Linked DNA regions of Mus musculus: region 2 is linked to region 1. A link is a contact called in public Hi-C data. All regions are on one chromosome and are shown on one strand. Each heading gives the region's core, a stretch centred on a gene start, on an enhancer-like site or on the middle of the called end of the contact. The rest is flanking DNA. Distances are from core to core; before and after follow the strand shown. Region 1 has its middle 220 kb from the start of Fzd1. Region 2 has its middle 130 kb from the start of Fzd1.

Region 1 (4,741 bases), core at 1,871-4,370:
AAGCTGGACAGGAAGAGGTATTTAAGGGAAATGGCGAACATTAGCTGATGTCACAGAGGTTTATTTCTGTTTCTATGGGGGATTTTGTCTGGTGACCAAACTGCTTTCAGGATTTCCTTTTCCCCCAAAGCTCTTAGAGCAAGCATCAGTTGGGATGCAGTCTACTTCTTTGTGAAAGGCTTTTTCTTCTGTTCAGATTTGATTGGGGTTTAAGATAATGAGATTCTACGAGGAGTGATACTTTGAAGTTCTGGGGAGAGAAAAGGTGCAACAGCTCCCGATGGAGGAGTCCTTAAAACATCTCTTCTGGTACACTTCTCAAAAGCAGCCCACTGTTCTCCCTCCTGGAGCAACCACATCAAGGGTGTGTGGGCAGTGGAGACCTCAGGCCTCTATGCGGTGGGAGATGCAGGAGGTCTGAGCCCTCGGTGTGCTGGTTTAAGCCACATTTTGGAACTAGTGGCCAGACAAGGCTTTGTGTGTTCCCAAGGCAGCTTCCTCTGGCCCAAGGCTTGAAGAGTTTCCAACGGGTAGGGAAACCATATATAAGCCGTGCACTTAGGAGACTCAATAAATCCTCACTGATTAACTCCAGACGACTGCTCCCTGCCCAGCCTGAGATATAAATTTTCTTCAAAAATCGTTTGGGAGATGGGGGTGCGATCGGAAGGCTTTAAAAAAATGCAAGTCTTTCTAAATTCATGCTTGTTGTCAGATTTTACAACGAACTATACCACAAATGACTTTTACTGATACTTGTCTGAGTAGCATTTGTTTGTTGTTTGTGTAATACACAGGGCAGCAATTATTAACCCTAAACTGATGGAATAGCAAGGCGCAGAAAGAGAATCACTGGGAAAGTGACTCATTTTTATGTAGTTAAATTTAGAATGAGTGAGTTAGTAAACATGGCTTATGGAGAACTGTCTGAGAATAACAGGAATATGAATTCTAGTCTCTAAAAGAACGAATATTTTCATCATGATGTGTTTGATGCTATAATTAAATAAATTCTGTGCCTTTTACAAGAAACCTTTTCCTTTTGTGTAATTAGCCATTGTGACTATGACTAGTTAATTGAACGGAGGTGTGAAGTCTTTGTTACCCCACCCCCTTTGTAGGGAATACAGTTGAGGTATCTTTATCATGTGCTTTGCAAAGATGCCCTGAAAAATCAGCGTGGATAGAATGACTGATTAATAAAGGAGAGAGAGGAGGGGTGTCTTTTTCTGATGTGTATACTTCTGCTCATATTCCTCTGGCTGAGTGCTCATCACAGAGCCTCACCCAAATGGTCATGGGGCTGTGGCTATGGTCACATAGCTTCATGTGGAAGCCAGGGCCTGGTTCAAACTCTCTGAACCCACTGTTTGTTAGGCAAATGTTGCATAAGAAGAGTCAGGGGTAAGGAAGTAAAGGAGTCGAGTTTATAAAGTCATTTTTGAGTTTTGACTGCCATCCTCCTACTGGATGATTTAGTTTCTTTGATCAACAGTTTCCTCATCTAAAAAGTCAAGTTCATAATAATAACTTTTAGGATTGTAGCAGGGACTAAATATAGCACTATCTGTGAGCTTCTTTGTAAACAAGGGGAGGGAGCCATGGTGTTCCTGCTGCCTTGGATAAGCAGAGCTGATATTTTATTTTTAATATTTTATTTTATTCTATTTCTAATAGATTTGCTACATGGTTTTGAAGCCTACTTTTCAGTTCATCAGGGAATGCATGACTGGAGAAAATGTGTGCTTCTTAAACTAACACTATATTTCTTAATGATTGCATGGGAAAAGTTCACAGTGTTTTAAACCTGCAGTTTGGAAATGGGGGTTGGTGTCATGGAAAGAAAGCCTGGTTTCTAATGGCAGCTCTGATGTTGGCCAGTCAGCTGACCACAATCTGGTCACTTCATCTGTCTGGGTTCTAATTTCTTCAGAGTCACAGGGAGCTGTTAAGCTAAATGGTCCTTTTTCGATCGTGAATGAGATAGTGTGAAGAGAAGCTCAGTTAGAGGACTTGCCCACATTATCAGATTACAATCAGGAGCAGGGCCCTGGAGAAGTAGCACCCAACCCATCAAAAGTTAGAGCATCCATTTTCCTACTTCTACAGGGGATGGTTTATTTGCATGCATATAAATCAAGCGCCTTAGCACTTTTGTGTTGCATCCTTTGCCTCAAGTCCTTTCCCTGAGCATCTTTTTATGTTTCCTTCTTGACCTAATATGGGCATATGTACTGAACAAACCGCTGATCCGGCTGAACAGACGTTATGTCAGGGATACGTGACTATTGGACTGTGACAGAGAGGTCTGCCCCTATGTAAACTGGATCTAGGGATTTGGAAGACAGATTGAAGCCAGACAGACTTGTGATTGAACAAACACCTCTCTATCACTCACTTAAGGTTCATTTCTTCTCTAGAATCTTATGTGCAAGCAAAAGCCTTGAGGTCAGAAGTTAATACTGTGAGAGGCAGTTCCCCAAGCCCAGCGACACTGAGTAAATGGTTGGTGAGGACACACGACTATGAGTAATTCTTGGGACTCTTGTGTTTTTGTACTGATAACCATGTTCAAGAATATAGTGAAATACGTAATTACCACTATTGAATCATAGCAATGGCTCAGTCTCTGACTCTCAGCTTTCTCGATCTGTTAAGTGGGGACATTGCTGTCTCTCCTCTCCTCTCCTCTCCTCTCCTCTCCTCTCCTCTCCTCTCCTCTCCTCTCCTCTCCTCTCCTCTCCTCTCCTCTCCTCCCCTCCCCTCCCCTCCCCTCCCCTCCCCTCCCCTCCCCTCCCCTCCCCTCTTCCTCTCTTCTCTTCTTTTTCTTTGTCTTCTCTCTCTCTCTCTCTCTCTCTCTCTCTCTCTCTCTCTCTCTCTTTGTATAATGGTTCATACAGCTAGAGATGGTGTATGCAAAATGCCGGCCACAGGTTCTCCGTGTATCAACTTTTCCTATCTAGGTTTTGATGTCCTGTTTTGTGATTTGTGCAGCATGCTAAGTCATGGAGAACAAAAGAGGCTTAAGAAACGGTCCTTATCATAAGGAGTCTGGGGCCTAGCTGAAGTGTAGGGCATGCTAATGACAGTACAGGCTGGCATGGTTACAAGTACACTCCGAGCCAGCCTTACTGAGGATGTCCTTGCTTCCGACACAGGCAGTGAGTGTGCTGGCAGCTGGCTCATCCGTGCATTCATCACATTTAAAGATGAATCATTATTAAATTTGCATTTGTAGATGGCTCTTTTATTTGCAAAAAAAGAATGTTTGGTTGTTTTGTGGTACATAGTATGATAATAGTGGGAACCGTCAAATTCTCCAGTTTTACAGTATGAGAGCCGAGATGAGAAAAGCCTGATGTGTTTGTGAGGATATTCATGCCAGGCTCTGCAGAGGGAAAAATAAGAACGCGGATGTGTTGATACCTATGCTAATGCTCATCGCTCTGTGTTCAGTTTGGGGTTCAGGGGAGTAAGATTCACTAGAGAATGGAGTTTTGTTTTTCTGTCTCTTAAAATTCATTACATTTATTCTGAAGAGATTGATGGCTCAAATGAACATTGAAAAGTGTCTCTACCTTTCATCTCCTTCAAATCATGTCAGAAAAGGCCTCCAGCTCACTTCACTTGAGCTTACCTTTTCTAAAGTTTCTTGCTCCCTGGGTGATGGTAGTCACGGAATCATTCCTTGTTAACACACAGATGACTCCAGAAATTTCTGCACTTCAAAGTGAATATTTTATTCACCTGAGTGTTTAACTGTGTCAATGTGCTCTCATTATCAGATTTAATTGAATAATTCAACAAGGAAATGTGCCTGGTACATACGTTATACAGGTGTGTTTGCCAAACTTATCCTGGCTTACAGGAGAGGATAATTCTCCGATGTCCTGGGTTATTTAGGCTGCGGCAGATGTCAACATATTTGCGGAAATGTGTGAGGACTGATGTCCCTAGTTTACTCTTCCCTCATGTTCCCAGATGCCACCTTGTGCTGCAGCTGTATCAGTGAACAGTGGTCATCAACAGGTACATTTATTTTCCTACTGCATGGCAATGTGTGTGTGTGTGTGTGTGTGTGTGTGTGTGTGCGCGCGCGCGTGCGCGCCCCACAGTAAAGACTACCAAGAATGGCTATTCTCCAAGGTATAAGGTATTGGAAGACTTTGGATATGTGAACAACTTGCTGTGTTCCAGACCTATTGACAGAAAGCAACTGAAATCTGCTTACATAATATGGAGGTGTTGCTTGTGATGTCTTGAATTAATGTTTCCCTCTAAATTAGTATGTTGGAACTTTAAATTCCAAGGTTCCAAACCAAGGGATGGAGCCTTTGTGGAAAGAGTCAGTCTCATGAGAATGGGCTGAATTCCCTCCTAAGTTAGAGATCAGAGAGATTTCTGGCCTTTTTGTTTCTTCTGCCATGTGGGGACAGTTTTTTCTTTCTGCCATTTCTGCCATGCTAGATGAAATAAGAGTGTCCCTCTTTTTATTTTAAGCAAGAGATGCAGAATCTAGAGATGCTATGATACTGGACTTCTGTCTCTAAAACAGGAGAAATAATTTTTGGTTGTTTATGAATTATCCAGCCAGTAGGATTTTGATACAGAAGTAGACAATAGCAGACACAGAAATATTTTCATTGCATTCAGCTGTGATTACAAAAACATATACACTAAATTATTTTTCTTAAATAATATAGATACCTGACAAAGTTGGACAATTAGATACATAATTTTA
Region 2 (5,342 bases), core at 1,652-4,151, 85 kb after region 1:
CTTGAACTTTATCTTCAGTCCCAGTGTCCTCAGTGTTCTTGATTTCCATGCCAATTCCTGGGGTTAGCTCTATAGTTGGCTTCTTGTCTTTCTTCATGAGCCTATCACACTGTGAGGGAAATGGCCATGCCCTGATGCCATAGGAGAAGACAAGAGAATATGAAACTAAACTACAGCGTATCTTTCCAGTGTATCTGCTGAGCCTGCTTTTCCCTTAGGAACAAAATACACTACCCACATTTTCACATGCCGACCTTTCAAATATTTAAAAAGAGCTCTCTCTCCCACCCATGTCTTTTCTTCACAAGCTAAACATTTCTGTTCCTTTAACAATTCCTCATACTGCAATCCCACAGCACCACATGGGGATAATTTCCATATGTCGGCTAATTCTCTAAGACTTACATTAGATCAGAATCTGGCCCTGTATGAAAAGAAACCATTTCCCGTGCTTTCTCTTTCTGATTCATTAGATTTCACATACACTTTTCTGATGACTACCTGCTGTTTTCAAATTCAGCTGCAACCCAATATCACTCACTAGGCAAGACTGTCAGTCTCTAGTTTTTGCTTGTCAGTTTCCACCCACTCGAGCCCCCCCCCCTCCCCCCACAAGTGCCCTTTTGCAGTAGTATCCAATGGGTGATGTGCCCATGAAAAAATGTCAAGGTTTGATTCTTGGCCATTTTTAATTTATATAAAGCCATATGACTTCTTAGAGTCAAATGAGTTTTTTTGTTCAATGTAAATAATTTTAAGTTTGAACAGCTGTGATTACATTCTCCAAACAAAATACCCCAAAAGATGGTTGAGAGTGTTATATGCCAGAGCCTCCCCTAAAATTTCATTAATTGTTCTCTCCATTTAGCAGAATAAGGGAATTAGAAGCCTGAAAGCTGACTTGAGGTTTTGAGCATTTGCTGGGCCTTTCCTCACGACGACGACATAGCTGTGCTGTTTGTGAAGCCAAGTGTTTGATTATTTAAACAGAAAACCTCTAAGCTGGAAGAAAAGAGAGGAAAGGAGAATTGCAAAACAGGGGAAAGAAATAAGGATATTACTATCCCAAAATCTTAAAGCTAGGCAATTCCAAAGATCTGAGTTAGACATAGAACTAAATAAACCCCAGAAGTTGGACTAAATGGATGTGTCCTAGGTCCAGAAAGTTACTCAGACACAGGCAACTGTTCCCCTTAAAACATACCGAAGGCCTTCTCTTTATGACTATACAGCATAGAAGAAGAACTGAAAATATCAATATATGACTTTAAGGCTCTGCTCCCCAAAGCACGAGTCTATTCCAGGGAGATAGTCTTCAGAGATGAAAGAAGATTGGCACGAACTTGAATTGTTCCTGTTTGAGTGAGTGTGCACAGCTTGACTGCACTGAAGGTAGCCTACATGGAATCTGGAATGTTAAATGAGATGGTGGCTTCTGTAGTCACTGGCTGTTGAGTATGTGGAGTCATAGAAGTCTCAGAGTAGGAAGGCTCATGATTGTCCTCTGTTGCAACTTTTGGCCTGATGCAAAAGTGCTCCCATATGACCAGTGAGCAGTGCTGCCCGACAGGGTGATTCTCTGGGATCATGGAAGTAGAGTTCCTGCACCGCCACAGAAACTCTTTCTTTCCTGAGGTGGTTGTATAAGCTATAGCCTTTCAATAAAGGATTGAAGTCTACTGCCTGCTGACCTTGGAATACCCTTGTCCACCACAAAGAATGATAGTTATGGTGCCCCTAAACCAGCAGTTCTTGACCTGGGAGTCATGACCCCTTTGAGGGTCAAATGAACTTGTCACACAGGCCATGTCAGACAATCAGAAAACATAGATATTTATATTACAACTCACAACAGTATCAAAATTACAGCTGTGAAGTAGCAATGAATTAATCTCATATTGGAGGTCACCACAACATGAGGAACTTTTTAAAAGGGTCATAGCATTAGGAAGGTTGAGAACCATTCTCATTTCATATTTTGTCTTTGTTCATGTAGTATAATTCTTGAATCTTCATTATCTTGGGCTGCCTTTTAATACACACTTCATCGTTACAACCCTTTGTGCATACTTTGAATCATTCCCTTCTACTAAAAGAACATGTCAGGTCTGTGGATGTCTTTTCCATAGTCCTAGTAATTAGTAGTACCTGAAATGTTTTAAACAGTATATATATGTGTGTGTGTCCATATCCATATCCATATCCATATCCATATCCATATCTATGTTTAATGAATGAATCATCTGCTTTTCCACAGAATCAAAAAAGATCCACTCTCTAATAGATGGGAAATTAATTCCTTTGTGTTTCAATTACAAAAAAGGCAGATCTCTGTCTGTCTGTCTGTCTGTCTGTCTCTCTCTCTCTCTCTCCCTCCATTCCTCCCTCCTTCCTTCCCTCCCCACTTCTCTCTGAGTCAGGTAAGACTTATTAGAAAGCTGATAAATTTTGCTTTAATGTTATGTTAAACTATCCAAAGACATTATTGCTAGAGAATAATTTAAACATTATACAAATTGGATTCCACATGTGTTGTACTGATGTTTGCATGTGACTTTGTGGGACCTTTTGTTTAATAAAGAAAAATTCAAACATCAGCAAGAAAAGGAACAATGAATTTTGGTTTCAGCTTAATCTGCTAAGTAATGACTTGAAATCTTCGTAAGACCAACTCTGGCACCTGGCTTCACAATTGAACTGGATAATTCATTAATTACTTTGGCGTGTACCCCTGTAAATGACTTTTAGAGTGGGTGGGTGTTCGGGGGGGGGGGGGCTCCAGTGGAATGAAACACAGCTGTTGAGTTATTTATGTTCACTTTAAAAGCAGAGAACACAAAAGTCCTGTGATTCCACTCACAGGTTCCAGCCTTCATGATTAGATTTTGGCTGGTCCATTACCAACAGATGATTCAGGCCACATCTTCACGAGGCCAAATTGCAAGGTGTAACTTTACTCTCCATAAAAGACTGCTAACTGGCATGCACCTCCCTTTGAGGACAAGAAAATCATGTACTAATAGGATTTATTACTCCTCTTGCCACTTCCCGGTTTAGTGAGATCAAGGAATGTAGTAATATTTCTTCTGTAGTGCTTTTCTGCTCCGAGTTCGGTGCACATGTGGGTAAGCATGCGCACTTTGTGTTTCATTTTATATTTTCACAAATAGCCAGGAGACTAAAGGGGGCCTGGCCAATTAGTCCTCTGGTTCCTGGCAAGGAACCAGAAGCTGAAGGCAATCAGCTTTAAAAGCTTTTTTGGCCCCTCACATCATTATTAAGCTAAACCTAACAAGAACATGGGGGTTGGGAAGTACTCTTTCCAAGGAAACTAGCCTGAAGCTATTTAGAAGCATGGTATCTATAATTTTTATTTTTAAAAAGTTCCCAATGCCCTTTTCTTTTAAGATCTGAAATAATCCTTAAAGCCAATATAATTACAGTATTTATTTCCAGGCAACATCTATTTTTCTTAGCCTTTTCCAACCTCAATCTTGTATACCCCTCCCCGCTGGAAACCACTTCATTTAAATTTATAAGGAAGAAATTACTATAAAACAAAAGCAGAGCGAGTTCTCATAATATACAGTCCCAACTCTTAGTAAAGATGAATACAAGCAGCTACAGGACACACCGGGTACAATGCATTCTGTCTTTTATTTAGCTGTCTATTTTTTTTTTTTTTGAATGGATTTTCATCATTGCCAAGCAGTACTTATCGAATGGTACGGTTTTGTTTGTAAAGGAATGATTATAATTCACAAAGCAGCTAAATGTCCATTAACATTTTTTCATCCTTTTTAAAAATATCCTGAACAAAACTTACTAGCAAGTACTTACAGAGTTTGCACAAGCTTTCTTCGGCTGCCTCACTCTGTCCCCTGGCCTTTGCTGCTAAGAACTGATGGTCCCACTCAGCCTCCGGACTGAGAATAGGGGTCTTCACACCAGGAATTTTAAGGCGTCTGTTAAGTAAGGAGGTTCAGACAGTATAACTACCGCCACTTAAATACCAGGCCAGTGAAAAGGAAAGAGAAAAGGAAGGGAAAACACTCAGGGTTTACCGAGGACATGGTCATGTCGGTTTTCTATTTTGCTTCTTTGTTCAACTATAAGATTTAGTGAGGTAAATGCAGCAAGGTGTGCATGGCTTCACAACCTTCCAAGTGATTCTTGTAAAATATGACATAGAAGCTCCAAATGAACTATCTCCCGAGTACCGAGTCATGTTTGGGTGCTAGAAGGACAAGCAGAAAGTAGAACTCTCCATGGAGATAACACTTTCTTTTTCGCATCTATTTCCCTTACACAGCTGGAAACCTTATCAAAGGTAACAATTGCACCTCTTGCACCCCACCCCCTATGGCCTTATTTAGTGCCTGGGTCATGGCCAATAGATATTTGTCAAATTAATCCATAAAGGCAAACTAGTACACTGTTAGTGTTAATTGTCTCAGCTGGCAAGTCTAGTGAGCCTGTGAGTGGGCCCACTATGGCCTTAGTAACTTCGGTATCATTTGAGGTTCAGTATCAAGCACCTATTCTCTATTCTTGCCAAGCACACTGCCTGGGGGGCGGGGGTCTCACTTCTATTTCCACATTCAGATCATGCTGAGTATAGACCTCAGTCCGGTGCTCCTTTTTTTTTTTTTTTTTTTTTTTTTTTTTTGAGACTGTTGGCATCTTTGGAGTCAGGAAGCGACATCTGTTGCAGTGAGCTGATTACCAACAAGAAGAACAAGGTAAAGGCCAGCATTAGGTGGGGTCTGGCTTAGCTTCAAAGCAGGCATATGGTTTCTATCTTAATGAGGGAGATTTCATATTCAGGAGAGACACATCTGAAGAGCAAATTAACTAATCAAGACAGAGCACATAAACAGAACGTGGCTGGTCAGATCCCCCTCCATCGATGGCACAGTGTCTCATAAAAGCCTCACAGCGGTAGCTATGCCTCTTTTTGGGTTCCTACTATACCATTTTGGTGGGCACCCTGCATGTCTAAAGACTGGATTACCATGATGATTCATATAGTCTACCTTTGGCAGGTGCCTCTTTGTCCCCAATCCTGTTCCACAAACTAGAATCTTAACATCCCAGAGCACATCTTAATTTGCTTCAAGGTCTTCAAAATTGTACCTCTGCTCGTAGCATTTAACTACTTCTACAAGCATCTATTCTCAGTCCACATTTTTCACGCTACCTCAACAACAGAATTCCAACCCAGCTCCCCAAGCTGGCTCCAAGGCATGCAGTGGTTCCCCAGTCATTTCTGCATCCCTCTTTCTCTTATTTGTCTGAAAGGCTCCAGTCTACTTTGTTTCACGCACACAAGTTTTGTCTAC

What was found. A called contact is a pair of places that touch in the nucleus more often than the background predicts.
Region 2: a contact with region 1 is called in a Hi-C map of the N1E-115 cell line, with 4 times the contacts expected there. The contact joins two enhancer-like sites. A contact is called at or near these places in 1 of 39 promoter capture datasets (the 3T3-L1 cell line) and 4 of 484 Hi-C or Micro-C datasets (the HPC-7 cell line, the N1E-115 cell line, embryonic fibroblasts and 1 more).

The regions. Positions count from the first base shown.
Region 1 is chr5:4,535,666-4,540,406 of GRCm38.p6, forward strand. No RefSeq gene overlaps it. Among named protein-coding and RNA genes, the nearest start is that of Fzd1, 220 kb to the right of the region's middle. Within about 2 kb of position 3,121, at least 18 of the 459 cell types and tissues checked have an H3K27ac peak or open chromatin away from gene starts, as enhancers often do. A contact at or near this core is called in the N1E-115 cell line, where this site is marked.
Region 2 is chr5:4,620,635-4,625,976 of GRCm38.p6, forward strand. No RefSeq gene overlaps it. Among named protein-coding and RNA genes, the nearest start is that of Fzd1, 130 kb to the right of the region's middle. Within about 2 kb of position 2,902, at least 8 of the 459 cell types and tissues checked have an H3K27ac peak or open chromatin away from gene starts, as enhancers often do. A contact at or near this core is called in the N1E-115 cell line, where this site is marked.